Linked DNA regions of Gossypium hirsutum: region 2 is linked to region 1. The links are chromatin contacts, called in public Hi-C maps. All regions are on one chromosome and are shown on one strand. The core of a region is the stretch at or near the end of the contact, and the rest is flanking DNA. Distances in the headings are between cores, read along the strand shown.

Region 1 (2,700 bases), core at 159-2,658:
ATCTGTAATGAAGTGTTGAGAGGCTGAAGATAAGTGTGGCGTGGCTGATGTATATATGTACCATACTTCCACATGATTTTTCTTATGGAAAAAGAAATGCATTTATTTTTAGTGTGAAAGTTGATGGCAAAGGTGGGGTTTTGGATTCACAAAAACTATTTCCAATTTCCAAATTTATACATGAATTAACATTAATGTTTACAATTTCTTTTCTATGCCTACCTTTTAATTATTAGTCTACAATTAATGGGTTTTCTTGCATTCCAAACACCTCCAATTTGTCGGTGCCATACTAGGGTTTTAAAGTTTTTACCCGAGCAAGATAAAAAAGTTGATTGAAAATTTTGCAACTTCAAACAAAAAAATTCCAGGTGAAATTCACTAATAGTTTTTTTTTATATATATTTTAATAATAAAGATAAAATAAAAGTCATAAATTAGTTAAATACTTACTTGCAAGTTTACAAATAGTATAATAATTAAATATTATTTTTGAGTTATTAATTCTACAAAATAATATAATTCAATTTATCCATATGAGACATTCTTTATTTCTCTCATACATATATTGATCAGTTAGCATTAATATTATTGTCAGTATAAGAAGACATGAGTTTAAATGTTCTTATTTAAAGGTTGAGAAAGAGTTATGAGTAATTTTAGGCATTATATAAAAAAAATAACCGATATGTGAATTTTTAAAATTATAGTAAAATAAAAAAAAAAGCACTTGAATGTATAAAAAAAACATCCATGAATGGCATTGGGATGGGTGCTTTTGATACTTGACGGACAACGTTCACTTCTGTTTGCATTAAGACTTTGACCAAATCCCATTTTATTATTAGGCTTAAGTACCTAAATTATAACACTTTCTCTAAATTGATATCTGAAATTTTTATTTTGTCATAATTGTATCTATACTATTAAACTTTTATTTATTTTATCCCACCCGTTAGTCCGCTTAAGAAAAAAAATTCCACTTACTTACTACTTACCACGTAAATATCTTTCTTTTTTTTTTAAAATAGTACTACAACTTGTTAATTGACATTGCAATGATGGTTGGTCGCAGCCTCGCCAGTTGTCGAATTTAGTATCTATGTACGCGGACGAGAATGCTTCTAAGCTTAGTTCAATAGGGAAAAGTATGCCGATGAAATTGTAAAACGTGTGGGGATTGCTTCCGCCGACTAAAACTCTTCCGCCACAATGTAACGTCGTTGTGGAATGGTACATCTAAGGGATAGTGGTTGCGTTTTGAATCTCGAACCGTGAGCCAATATCATTTTAGGGTCGGTACAAAATCGGACTCAAAACTAAGTCCCGGCCCTGTTCCCATCCGGCTGTCCCCAACTCGGCACCGTTGATGAGCCAGACGTTGTTGTTTGGAAGCAATACTATGTCACCATGACTCTAGCTAAAGGCATAGTCTCCATTGCCCATTCTAGATTCGGGTCAATTATTTTAATTCGAGCACATGTATCCAAGGCAGCCATGAAAATACCTTTTAAAGATTGAAGGCAAGATCCTTTAGGAGCACCACCACATACTAGAACTTTAGCTTCAATGGCTGAAGCTTTCAAGTTCTTCAATGGAAGCAAAACGACTGAAGTAAGGGTCCAGTGGTGAGGCAATGATGCAAAGAAGGAAAGGGAGGAAGGAGCTGCTATTTTAGTAATATTTTGAAAAAAAAAATAGATACATATTTTTTCTAACAGGATTAATAGTTGGGGTAAAATAGATAATTATTTAATAGCTTATGTATTAGTTTTGACAAAAGAAAGTTAAGATATTAATTTGGGAAAACTAGTATAGTTTAAGTACCATTTTATTGTTTAAATCTTATTATTAGTAAAGACTACCATAAGAACACGAGAAATCAATCCAGCAAAAATCTATATAATATACGTATCATTTGAGTTAAAACTCAAATAATATATATTACAATTACAAAAAAAAAAACTAGTAAAATTATGGATGAAATGTGGATCAAATTAAGGCTTGGATGATATTGTTATTATAGTTAGTACAGAAAAACGTGAATTTGATCACGCCGAAATATGTTTATTTTTTTATTTAAATGTCGAGGAGAGGTTATGAATAATTTTATATATATTATATCAAAAAATTATTGATAAAAGTCATAAATGAATGGGTAAGCCCCACTAATGTTTGAGAATATTTAACATCCCTTAACCTACTTGATTGTCATCGTTCCCTTCCAAACACATTCACATTGAAAAGAAAAAGTGGAAATATTTATTTGCCAAAATGTCAAAAAGGAATTGACACCATAAAGTAACAAAGATTAGCAAATAAATGTTAAGAGATGGAGATGTATTATACCCACTACCCTCTTCTTTTCTTCATCTACTTTTTTTTTTATTGCTTTGCTTCCATCATTTCCCAATGTTTTTTCCCCTTCTTTTTTTTCACTTTAACCACCTCTAAAGATAACAAAAGTAAACCTAAACAGGAAGCAATGAACCATTACATCCTAACACACCAAAACAAATTAAAGGAAGAAGCAAAGTACAACTGTAGATAGAAGATATGATCACCTCAATCCATCATTGCTCCGATCAAACGTATATCAATTGTACCATAATCATGTTATACCTATATAGGTAAAGTTATTAGTAATTATGTCCCATTTTGATTGACAGTGAAATTGGTTTTGATGAGATTAAAAGTAGT
Region 2 (2,700 bases), core at 29-2,528, 120 kb before region 1:
AGTGATTTTTACTTATTATTTAAATGAAATTACTTAAAAATATTGATGTATTGAAATAATGTTATGTTAAAATTGAACATCGATAATGATAATATAGAATGATTGCAAAGCAATAAGAAAGAAAAATAAGCTATACAGATTTTATGTGAAAACCCTTTCGGGAAAAAACTACAGTAGAGGAGAAGAAAATTTACTAATGTAAAATCGAACAATATAAGAGGAGTTTCGATTAAATCTATTTAAAGGTTGAAAAACCTTATTCTAATCAATGTCAAATAGACAAAGTGTAGTTCTATACAGATTCTACTTCGGCCCTCGGCCTTAAGCCCTATACATATACCCTAATTTTAGCATTGTATTATTTCTTTAATAGGATTTGAGTCACACAACTCTAACACTAACCATTTATCTTATTAAAATGCCAATAAAAGTTAAACTAAAAAATGAATGAATATTTTTTTATAAGAAAATATGGATAATCTTAAGTCATATGAAAATATAATTTAATGTTGATAAGTAATATAAATTTATCTTTAATAAAATAATTTTTAATATTCAAAATTTAATAATTCTAAAAGAATATTATTTTAATGTCAATATAATAATATAATTAACAATAAATTATATTTTAGTCTGTTGAAAAGATTCTTTGAACCCAGTATTTTTTCTATTTAAAACTAAAGTGTTATATATATATATATTTTATATTAAACTTTTTGGTTAATGAAAAAAATAATAATTTAAATATGAAGTAATTCTCTACAAAATATAATATTTTTATTTATTATAAATTTATTATAACAAAAGTCTTTTGAAAGAATAAAAATTTTTATTTATAAATATGATAAATTTTTGGGATAAATCTCAAAATTATTCATGAAAGTTGATTTAATGTGTAATTTGATACATGAAATTTAATTTAAAGTAATTATACACAAGAAACTTGAATTGTGGTTCATATGAATTTATGAAATTTAATTTTGATTCAATTATTAACATTTAAAGAAATGAATACATACATGTATATTCAAATTGGATTAATATAAATGTTTGTGTATGCAATATATAAACGTAAAATGATGCTAATTCGACAATATTGTTAGTGATCTGTGAAAATCAAATCAAATCAAAATTTTATTTATAAAGTTTTTGTATAACATTAGATATTATATATAGTTTTAATATTTGTCTGTAAATATAAAATTATTTTATAAAACAAATAATTTCTCAATTAATTTGATTAATAGATAACGATCATCTTAGTAAATCCTTGTTTTGGATTTGACCTAATGAGACAGTTAAAGGGCATTTATCAATGATCATATTATTTCCTCAGCCTTCCGACTCCTTTGCACTTCCATTCTGTTGGCAATTTTCCCACAACTATACCATCCTATTTTCCAACATTTATTCTTGTTTATTGTCCTCAATTCATTCTTTTGAATCTTTCACATATTATTTTTTAATCTATTATTAAAAAGAAAATAGACATGTTGTCTTTAATCATGTCTTGATCCATTCTTGGTTGTCATATGATGGTGATGGCCATGGATTGGCTTGATTTTGGTTCATGTGAATTCAGCCTTTTCTGTATTTCTTTCCCATGCATGATCATCACTTTCTCGTTCTTTGTTTAAAATTTGTTGTCTTTTTCAATCCTGGGTCTTGCTCGAAATTCAAGTTCCTTTTGTCTCTACTTGCAGATTCCACAGCAAGGTAAACTTTTTAGCCAACTTCATCATCTTCTTCCGTCTCTCCTTCTCTTTTTTTTTTTTTTTTGTTTTTGAAAAATATGGTAGACAGGGTTTTCTTTTGGCGTTCATCATCATCCAATCTCTTATTTCGTCTTGCTTAAATGGATTCTGATGATAATTTCTTTTATGAATTATGCAGATTGTGATATCCAAGTGACCTTTTTGATGTCTTCTCAACTCTAGATGCCTGTAATTCCCAAGGTTGTAGTGATTATAAGACTCGGTATGTGCTAAACCCGTTGTTAAATTCTCCTATTCAATGAGGTTGGTTATGAGAAGGATGTAAAATTTTGTGAATTATAAATGGACTTGTCCTCTACCTGTAAGCTTTCGAGGTTATTCGGCTGCTTTTTCACTCCTTTAACATGCAAATGTTGCGTTGCTTTGGTCACTATTGCTCTGTTTTTCAGAGCTATCTTTCTTCATTCATTTTCTGGCTACGGTGTGATCAAGTCGAATAACCTACGCTTGATTCTAAGCCCCTCTTTACACTTGGAATCTCATGAAGGGATTCGTGGAGATAAGTTCTTGGAAGTTCCTCAAATTGTGTGGGGATTAAACAATCAGAAGATAGCATTTGCAAGAGCTTGTCTAACAGCTAGAATGTTGAACCGAACTCTTTTGATGCCTAGCTTAAGTGCTTCACTTTTCTACAAGGAAATTGACCTCTTGCACCCTATTTCCTTTGATCAAGTCTTCCAATATGAAAGGTTTAATTCACTTTGTAACCGGTTTGTACGGTTGGGTCGTTACTCGGACCTTGGGAATCAAACAAGAAAATATGATCTCCGAAAGGGAAGTGGAAGAAAGTGGACAGTTGAGAGAGACCTGGAGCAGCTGAAGCAAAGCAGCCGAGGTCCTATTGATAAGTACCAAGTGATTAGTATGGCTGGAAAGAATCCGTTTCTTTGGCATGATCATTGGCCCGTTAAGGACTATGCAAGAG

Evidence for each region. Hi-C and Micro-C count contacts between places; a contact is called where the count stands out from the background.
Region 2: a Hi-C map of fibers shows a contact between it and region 1, with 2.3 times the contacts expected there. The contact joins the promoter of LOC107901857 here to the enhancer-like site in region 1. A contact is called at or near these places in 5 of 34 Hi-C or Micro-C datasets (fibers, leaf and seedling).

What each region holds. Positions count from the first base shown.
Region 1 is chrD06:52,994,774-52,997,473 of Gossypium_hirsutum_v2.1, reverse strand. No RefSeq gene overlaps it. Among protein-coding and RNA genes, the nearest start is that of LOC107901862, 8.2 kb to the right of the region's middle. Within about 2 kb of position 1,408, at least 4 of the 9 cell types and tissues checked have an H3K27ac peak or open chromatin away from gene starts, as enhancers often do. A contact at or near this core is called in fibers, where this site is marked.
Region 2 is chrD06:53,118,543-53,121,242 of Gossypium_hirsutum_v2.1, reverse strand. LOC107901857 (O-fucosyltransferase 23) reads left to right here and starts at 1,278. Exons shown (of 2, transcript XM_016828016.2): 1 at 1,278-1,716; 2 at 1,894-2,700. The coding sequence starts at 2,058.